Regions from separate parts of the Macaca mulatta genome. Here region 2 is linked to region 1. A link is a contact called in public Hi-C data. All regions are on one chromosome and are shown on one strand. Each heading gives the region's core, a stretch centred on a gene start, on an enhancer-like site or on the middle of the called end of the contact. The rest is flanking DNA. Distances are from core to core; before and after follow the strand shown. Region 1 holds the start of DCC (DCC netrin 1 receptor). Region 2 has its middle 490 kb from the start of MEX3C.

Evidence for each region. A called contact is a pair of places that touch in the nucleus more often than the background predicts.
Region 2: a Hi-C map of fetal cortical plate shows a contact between it and region 1, with 2.3 times the contacts expected there. The contact joins the enhancer-like site here to the promoter of DCC in region 1. A contact is called at or near these places in 2 of 14 Hi-C or Micro-C datasets (fetal cortex germinal zone and fetal cortical plate).

Annotation. Positions count from the first base shown.
Region 1 is chr18:39,922,016-39,926,655 of T2T-MMU8v2.0, reverse strand. DCC (DCC netrin 1 receptor) reads left to right here and starts at 1,671. Exons shown (of 29, transcript XM_028837901.2): 1 at 1,671-2,402. The coding sequence starts at 2,312.
Region 2 is chr18:40,616,304-40,621,461 of T2T-MMU8v2.0, reverse strand. No RefSeq gene overlaps it. Among named protein-coding and RNA genes, the nearest start is that of MEX3C, 490 kb to the left of the region's middle. Within about 2 kb of position 3,546, at least 8 of the 40 cell types and tissues checked have an H3K27ac peak or open chromatin away from gene starts, as enhancers often do. A contact at or near this core is called in fetal cortical plate, where this site is marked.

The DNA of each region.
Region 1 (4,640 bases), core at 422-2,921:
AGTAATAAAGAGCATGTTCACACAAGCCAATCATTTTTTTCATAAAATTTCAGGATATTCACAAACTTCCTGAATTTTGTTGGCAGAGACTTCCCTGGAAGATTAATGGACTGGGTTAAGAACCCTTGCTGTAGAACCGTCCTGAACCACCAGAGGCTTCACCTCAGCTAATGGAAGTTTTGAGTGTTTCAAGAAATTTGGGGGTAACCAAAGAGTTTTATCCCACTCTAAAGAACCCATCCATGTAAGCTACTTTGAAGGTTTTGCTTTAGTGATCACAGGCACTTCATATTTTAACTTTTCTGAGACAGGAAGGAATGGGCATGACTAGGGATCTAAAACACTGTTGTCTAGTTCCAGCATCATAGGAGTTTCCCTGATGATGATTTTATCCTGTATTTTTCATGCTTTCCCCCATGCCTGTCTTCTTAAATAGATATTCACATTCTCTCTGCTCACAGCCTGGGGAGCATGGGAGGGTAACAAGAATAGGTGGGGAACAATCTAGTGAGGAATGGTCTGAACCCGCCGCTGAACATCTCCTTAAACGACAGTACTTTTACTAGAATGACATTTCTATTCATTATCCTTCCCGGCCAAATTCATTGGTTTGTAAGTTCACTTATTCAGCAAAAACGTATCAACATGTGCAGAATTCCAAGTTCTATGCTAGCACCTGTGAGGAGTGCAAAGATGGGTGGCATACAACCTCTCTCCTCTCAAAGGAGCTTGAGGTCCTGCAGCAGAGACAAGTTACACAAAGGAACTCAGCTTAAACAGTTTCCTGAAAGGGCTTTACTGTTCAACCTTCCTAAGTTTCCTGCTGTGTGTGTGTGTGTGTGTGTGTGTGTGTGTGTGTGCGCACGCCTGTGCATGGTTGCTTCACTTTATGTGCCAGGGACTGAAGAAATGTCTTTCTTGTTCTCCCAGAGCACCCCCTCCATGACGTGAACCATCATATTTGTCACCATACTTTATAATTATCCATTTAGCTTCTCTCCCAACGGATCACAAACCCCTTGAGGATAGAGACTGAGTTTCACTAGATGTCCCAACTATTTCGTGGGAGCCAACAGAACACCTAGAACATGAAAAGTGCTTTTAAATATGTTAAAGAAAACAAGAGAGAAGAGAGAACACAGACGACATGAAACGTCCTACAAAAGAAGGCCCCTAGCTATTATGTCAGGAAATAACTTCTGGCCTTTGTCCGCTGTGTGTTTCAGGATCTCGATTTTCCACCCGTCTTAGAAGGGAGTTGGGTCAGGTGATCCTTTCCAAATGAAAAATTATATTTTAAATCATGCCAAGGGCAGAGAAGGAACTAAACATCTTGGCCATCTGCTCCGCCTTAAACACCCGCCTAGGTTTTACAGTCAAATACAAATAATTTCCTGAAGGCTGAGTGTCAAACACAGTCGCTGCAAAACCTCCAGACGCTCAGGATGTTCGCAGGCTCCATTGACAAAAGTGACTTCCCACGCTTTGCCCACAGAGGGCATCCCTGCGCATTGATACGTAGACCAGGCAAATGCAGCTGCTGGAAGCCTCCTGCGTCCGCTCTTTTTTCCCTAAGCCATAGTCTCTGTGCCCCCACCCCCTTCCCGTGGAATCTTTGCCTGATCCAGTTCCTTTCCCTCCGGTCTCCACATTTTCCCTTCCAGCCCTCCACTTCTCCGGATCAATGTGTAGTACGGTTCCAACTCTCAGCTCGCACACCACTGGCGGACACCCCAGTAACAAGTGAGAGCGCTCCACCCCGCAGTCCCCCCACCCCGCCTCTCCTCCCTCGGTCCCCTCGGCTCTTGGAAGAAAAACCAGCAGCATCTCCAGCTCTCGCGCGGAATTGTCTCTTCAACTTTACCCAACAGACGACATGGAACCAGCCTCAACCTTTTAATGCACAGCCCGGCCACAGGATTGCCTTCCATCTCCTCTTGGTCCCTCCTGGATGTGGTTTATTGATGACTTGCGAGACCCTCAGAGAGCTGTCTTCCCTCCTCTGGCTCCCTCCGTTTCCTTGAGTTAGTTTTCCAAGGTTTTACCGGGGCTCGGGATCTCTTGGACCGAATGGAACTTTTTGCTGCCTGCTTTTGCTGCTGATTCTGTCAGTGGACAAGGAAAAAGGCTTCGAAGGCAGCAGAGGCACAGGGGAGGTGGAGAAAGAGGTGGAGGAAGAGGACGAGGAGGAGGAGGAGGAAGCCGAAGGGGCTCGGCGCGTGTGTGTGCATGTGTGCATGCGTGTGTGAGTGCATGTGTGTGAGTGCTGTCGCTGCCCACGACCCCTGGCCCCGAAGGTGTTGGCTGAAATATGGAGAATAGTCTTGGATGTGTTTGGGTACCCAAGCTGGCTTTTGTACTCTTCGGAGCTTCCTTGCTCAGCGCGCATCTTCAAGTAACCGGTAAGTGGTTCTTTCCTTTCTTCTCGTCGCACCCCCTTCCGTACCCCACTTCCCTTCTCATCTCATTTGGCGAGTAGTAGAATTGGGGTGGGGGATAGCAAGAGATTTGGCGCTTGCGCTGCCCCCCCCCCCCAATTTCCTCACCGATGATAAAAGATAGAAGTGTTATTTTCTTCCCTGGGAGCGGATGATGGTGGGGCTGGGTGCTAGGGGCACCCCTTCGCTGTTTTAAAATCCGATGCTTCACGCATTTTTGCTTCTGCAAATACTTGCGTTGGTTTGGAGAGCCGGCGGGCTGGGGCAGGTGGTGGGGATATCCTTGAAAGGAACTGGGTTGTATCCTTAAAGCCTCAGAAACCTACCAAGTGGGGAGGATTGGGGCAACAGGGGCAGGCGAGAAGGACGTGCAGGGGCTTTGAGGAAGTCTGCGCAGAATGTAGATGGTGGGGCTGAGTCGTTGGTGTGTGAATACATCTCCTTTTGGTTTGGATTTTTGGACTTGGTGATTGAGAATCGGGAAAGGGACAGCTAATTTGTTGTGGTACTTCCAAGGAGGGGATCCCGGTACTGAAGGAGGCACAGAGTTGCCAAGGAGGAGGGCGTGTTTAATTTTGTTTTATTTTTTAACGGTGAATGTAGTTTGCAAGCTGAGTCTCCATATAGCTCCAGGACACCTCCAAACTCCAAATGATTGATATTCCAGAGAACCGGCCCCCTGGCCCTGGCACTTGCCAAGCTCAGTTTCTAATTAAAAATGGCAAAACTGTTTGGGGATTGGATTGGGCTAGAGCAGGAGAAAGAGGGACCTGAAGGCTGATCAGGGCTGCTGTAATCTCCGAATACGGAGCTGGCGGCTTCGACGGCCAAAAGAATAGAAAAGAGCCAAATGACTTCTGATAAGATCCACTTGTTTTGCGGGACCTCACCACAAGTGTCGATGGGCACTGGGGTACAGGGAGCGGGCCTGGCAAAGGAGAGGAGAGCGGCTGGCTGAGCATTCAGATCCCTTCGGAAACGACCTTTTTCCAAATCCAAAGGAAAAAGAGGCTCAGGCAGAGACCGGGCGTTGAGTAGGAGCTCCCCAGTTCGTGCCTGGGAAATTAATAGGGAATGGCACAGAAATCGCGGCCAAGCCCCTAAGCTCCCCGGAGCCCGCAGCTCCGGCTTTCTAGTCTCTGCTAAGTGCTGCATGGCCAAGGGTTGCGAACGCGAGTGGAAAATGCGCCTCTCACGGTCGCGAAGGATTCAGTCAAGCGCCGAGGCAGCCCGAGGCTCCCCAAAGCCTGGCGCGGCCGCACGCAGGCAGGAATCTGCGCTTGCATTCGGACTCAGCTCCTCATCCTCCTTTGGCCCGAGACAGAGAGAGCAGGCAGGAGGGGTGTGTGTGTGTGTGTGTGTGTGTGTGTGTGTGTGTGTGTGTACGCGCGCTCGTGTGATGAGCGCGTACCCGCATCCACGCGCTCAGCCGCTGATGCTCCCTCCCTCCCTCTCAGCTCTCGGGCCGGTCCCCTCCTCCCCCCGGCTCTTCTCTCCCGGAGCTTTGTCCTCAACAATTACTCTCGCGAAAGGTGGGCGTGGGGGGGGGGGGGCGGGAGTGTATCTCCGCAGTAATGAATAGATATCCGTTTTAAATTCCCTCCTCGAGACCCTAAAATGATAGAGGCTGCTGCGAGGAGGATCCTCCTTCTGCCCAGAAGATTGACTTGGGCTTTCTATGGCAGTTTGCCCACGGGAAAGGGGAAGTTCAAGGGGCATCCCTCACTGGGTAGCAAGTCTGCCTAACAGCAGGACTGCTGGCCTGAAAGGTGCTAGCTGAATGCACTGCATGAAGCAAGCTGTACAAAAATGAACAATGATGTCAATTACACGACAGTAGTTTAAAGCTATTTCTCAAGTGACTTTTGTCTGGCATAAGGTGGGGGTAGATTAATAGAGATAAATTTATGTACGTTTTATGAATGTCTAAATTAATTATTCTCTTTTCACTTGTTTATGTTTCTTGTCCAGAGAGTCAGGGCCATGTTTAATTTTAATTTCCTCCTCAACAGACAGATCTATGCTTGAAAAAGCAGATGTAAAGAAGGGATACACACACACACATACACATGGGTTATGTTGGTGGATAGGCTAATGGATCTAAATCTTTAAACTTATCTACACTTCTAAATCCGTATCTGTTATTTGCAAGTGAGTTGTGATGCAGTTTGCGCAGTTCGCAGGAAAGTGGATGGTGCACTT
Region 2 (5,158 bases), core at 2,297-4,796, 690 kb before region 1:
ACAGTGAGGCAATCTCAGCTCACTGCAAGCTCTGCCTCCCGGGTTCACGCCATTCTCCTGCCTCAGCCTCCCGAGTAGCTGGGACTACAGGCACCTGCCACTACACCCGGCTACTTTTTTGTATTTTTAGTAGAGACAGGGTTTCACCGTGTTAGCCAGGATGGTCTGGATCTCCTGACTTCATCATCCGCCCACCTCGGCCTCCCAAAGTGATCCGCCCACCTTGGCCACCCTCAGAGTAAATCTAAAGTCCCTACAGGCATGAGCCACCGCGCCCAGCCTAAACAACCTTTAAGAATCTCTTTTCCTTCTATTCCAAGCCCAGACCTCCCTCTCTGCATGCCTGGCCCTCTGCCTGGCATACTGAGGGCACTCTGCCTTCACTGTCTTCCCTCTCTGACCCATCTTGTGTGCTTGTTCATTGATACACAGATGACACCCTAATTGATATTCCCAACCCTCACCTCTCCCCTGAACCTACCCAACGTCTCCATAAGAGATGTTTAAGAGGCATTTTCAACTCAACACAGTACAAAGTTAACTAAAGGCCATTCTCTGTCTTCTCCAGTTACTTGCCAGCTCTGCCAGTTCTCCCTCCCTGGTGATTCTGGCCTCTCTGCCCCTTTCTTTGCCACTGTTCTTGGGAAGCCTTTCCCACCTGGGCTGTGGCTACAGCATCTTAATTGGCCTCCCTGACTCTCGTCTTGCTCTCTTCTAATCCAGCCCCCACCATTTCCAGAATGACTTTTCAAAAACGCACCGTCCTTTTTAAAATCTGCAGCAATTTTCCCTCAGTGTAAGGATCAGATCTCAATTCTTCAGCACCTCCTGTTTGGACTCGGATTTCCTCTCCAGTCTTCCCACTTGAATCTTCTTATCTCAATGCAATTCTGGACTTCCAGTTGCCTATTTTAGAAAATCATCTTGGTTCTACCTGCAAAATCTATCCAGATTCTGATCACCTGTGACCACCTTTACCTCCACTTTCTGGCATTATCATCTATCACTTGGATCAAGTAAAAGCCTCCTGTTTGGTCCCAAGTCTGCCTCTGGCTCCTTCATAATGTGCAGAGGCATGGCCAGAGTGATCTTATTAATACATTAGATGTGCTCCTCCCCTGCTCGGACGCCTCTGGCAGCTCCCTCAGCCTCAAAGTAAATCTAAAGTCCATGCAGGGGCCTCATGGCCCTTTCATCTGGTCTCTGGGTTCCTCCTTATTTCCTGCCAATCTCCCCTCACTCCTGGTGCTCCAGCCACACTGACTGCCTTTCTTTCCTTGCATCCGGATCCTATCTGCCTCAAGCGGGAATTCCCTGCCCTGTTCTCCAATCTCGGCACACACTGTTCTCCCTGGAGTCCTGCCCACCTGCCCAAAGCTTCCTCTACTTTCAAGCTCACCTCAACTCTTTCTCCATGAAGACTCCCTTGACATCTAGTGATCTTCCTTTGTCTCCAAACGCCAGTGTTCTATTTTGACCCTTGTGCTCATCTCCTCACTGGTAGGAGGCCGCCTGGTTTCTCTTCCCGATGTGATACAGCTGGCTGTATACCTGCCAGCCAGTGGGATGATCACTTTCCTGAGGCCAAGGACTGTTTCATTTGTTTTGATCTCCTAAAGAGCCTCAGTATGGTCCACCTGTACATAAGCCTCTTAAGGATTCTGTTAGTTTGCTTTTGCCTCTGCACCAAGCTAGGAAAAAGGCACAGGGGAATGGAGGAACATGGTTCTTACTATGGTTCTGACATCTACAATGAAGAGGGGTGAACCACTGATACATTCAACCGCATGGGTGAATCTCAAATGCATTATGTTAAGTGAAAGAAGAGGCAGCCCCAAAATACAAAGAGTATGATTCCACTGAAATGACACGATGGAAAAGGCAAACTGGAGCAGTGGGGAATGCACCAGTGGTTGCCAGAGGCTGACAGTGAGGGAGGAGTTGACTACAAAGGAACAGCAAGACTGAATTTTTTTTTTTGTGGAAGGTGATAGAAATATTCTCTATCAATGGTGATGCTGGGTCTGTGACACTATGCATTTTTCAACATTCATAAAACTGTATACCAAGAGCAGTAAATTTTGTTTCTAAAATAAATTTAGAAAACACAAAAAAGCAGAACACTGTCTACCACATCTAAGTGTTTAATAAATGTTTCTGTTACTAAGAAAAAAGAATTCCGCCTTGCAGGAAATAAAAAATTACCAAGGGCAAAAACTTATTTACTTACGGAGTATTATCTGAAAAACAAATAAGATTGGTTGCAAAAAGATTTCCTAGTATGTAAAATACCCCAGTTGCACAGGGATCATATTGTATCTTTAAAGTTCTAAAAGAAAAAATTGTGAAAACATGGCCTCTAAGTGCTAATTTCTTTAGATAATCTAAAATGAAGCAATGTGCTTTAGTTTTAAAAAGTTCTGGTGTCCAAAGAAGTACATTTTCATTGTTATTAACTATATGCAAAAAAATCATAAACACATACATACACAAACATAAATAGTTGTTTTCTTATTTTCCAAAGATAAAACTGTAGGGAATGAATACTGAGTCCTGCTTGTGTGAGGCACTGTTGTATTCATTAGATCTTATAATAACCCCATGAGGAAAGCCATATTATCCCCATTGTATAGATGGTAACTAGGAGACCCAGGGAGGTGAAGTGAGTTAAGAAAGGTTACAGGGATGGTAGCATCTGCTCCAAGATGCAATCCAGGTCTGCCTGACTCTGCGGATGCACTTCCCACAGACACACACTCCTTCAGGCTGTACAAATGGCAGGCAGCCAACAGCTCCAGCTCACAAAGACAAGGCTCCCGCCTGAACAGCATGCAGCTCTCTCAAGTGTGGCCTCTGCTGAGAACCTCTGTCCCGCTGCCGGACCTGCAACCCCAAGGCTCCTGCCCTGTCAGTGGCTTCAGTGTGGTCACTGTGGTGAGGAGAACCTGTCCCTTTGCGAAGTCACTGAGGCAGGGCCTGGATCTAAGCTGTATCTTCCTCAGTGCCAGCACAAAAACAAACAGCCTCTTAGGGGGCCGTTCTGTCAGGAAGATAAATGCTGTCTCATTGATTCCCTCACCGAGGAGCTTGTCCAAAATGGCAGCTGCTAGACAGAAACGCTTTGAAGATTGAACCCAGGAGTCCAGTTCCAGCCTCTCTTGCAGTCTTGAATAGCAATTCAAACTTGCATGACAAATTTAAGTCCGTGTCACTGGCTGGGATAGAAAGCAAAACGGGTGAGTGACACAACTCGCCAGGGAGATCCTTAGACTGTTGCCAGTAACAGGACAGATCTTACTGGCTACTCCCTGCCATAGGATTTACAGCCAGTCCCACCCCAGAATTTACATAGGTCACAATGTCCTTCAAGGGCAAAGGGAAGTCCTGAAAAGACAATAAAGTTAAGAAAGGGAGAGTACAGAGCCTCTCCCTTGGCAGGACATGGGAAAGGGAGAAGGGTCCCTCGGGGTCCTATGTATGTGTGAGTGACACACACACTCATGAATGTGCGTCGGGGTCCTATGGATGAGTGTGTGGGTGATACACACACTCATGAATGTGTGTCGGGGTCCTGTGGATGAGTGTGTGAGTGACACACGCATGAATGTGCGTCGGGGTCCTGTGGATGAGTGTGTGAGTGACACACACACTCATGAATGTGCGTCGGGGTCCTGTGGATGAATGTGTGAGTGATACATACACTCATGAATTTGCATCGGGGCTTTTGTTTTTGTTGTACCAGCCAGCAGCATCACACCAGCTGTCCCTGTGTCGCTGTCTTGTGTCAGCTGCTGCTCATATCAGAGGGCGAGGACTCAGGCAACTACCCCCAATTCCCTGTACGCCAAGGAAGTGGCCTAATGTCCTGGGTGAGATGGGGTATGAGCAACAGCAGATGATCACATCCAGGGGCGCACCCCGCCCTTGGCATTTCCACCTGGCCTCTCGGTGGAGGAGGGTAGCGCACTGAGAAATTTCTCCACCAGGTGGCGCTCATAGTTTAGCTTTATTTTTATTTTCATTGATGGAAAAATTCGCCCTGCTACCACGGCCGGAGAACACACATGACTTATACGTTCTAATTCATGTGCAGATTTCATGTACTGTCATGTTTGGGGTTCTAGTGAATTTTGTACAATTACAACTTGTTCTTTCCCTCTGGGACCTTGGCAAGCAACACTATACAGGGACAGGCATTATAACCTGTTGGGCGGGAGTGTGGGGGGATCATTTTTTTTTTTTATCACACATACAGAAACACACTCACATATACATACTTGCTTTAGGGATAAATTCTGCCATTTTGTTTTTTCCTGGTCCTCATCGTGGTCAGAATGGTGTGACCAGCTGATACCCTTTGTTTACTGGAACCCAGTACAGCAACACCAGTTCAGTATTCATGTCCATTATATGGTGGACAAAGCTTGGATCGGCAGCCTCAAAAAATGCTCATCCACACTGAGGCTGAGAGATCAAAGCTCAGAGGAAAACAACTGATGGCAGGCTTGTCTTTAAAGGAGGATATCAGAACTGGTATGTGTCTGAGATGCTGTGGCTGGGTTTTACATGGTGGCTGTCTCTGAGGAAGCTACTTGTAGGGCTGAGCTGACTGAGGAGCTTGGAAGCCTTGTAGTAATATTAATGGATATGATCCAGTTATTAGAGTTTAAGATAACAGATGTACAATATCATCCCTTTCCTCAAGATAAAATCCAGTCTACTAGAGAAGATAAGAAATTTGGTCACTCCAGTAACACAAAAGGTAGTTTTTGCTAAGTACATCGTGCCAACAAATTTGCTCTGAGAGTTCATAGGAAAACCTATCCCTGTGTCTTGGAAGATTGGGGAAGTGTTCAGGGAAGGATAGACCTAGGTCAGGCTTTGACAGGATTAGGCATCAGGCAGGGTAGGAGAGGGCGTGACCAGGGAAGTGGGAAGGGATTCTGTAACAGAGCATCGATGTACACCTGGTAAACCTCAGATAGTTGGAGCTCAATTAATTGGCACCCTCAGTAATAGATGGTTCCTTTAAAAATTCTATATCATGAAAAGACAAAATCGCAGTAAGATGACAATTCCTTAATGTATAGAAGGATGGTGTCCCTGAAGCCCAGCAGAATAATTAATCTTTAAGGCAATATTTATTTTTATTTTTATT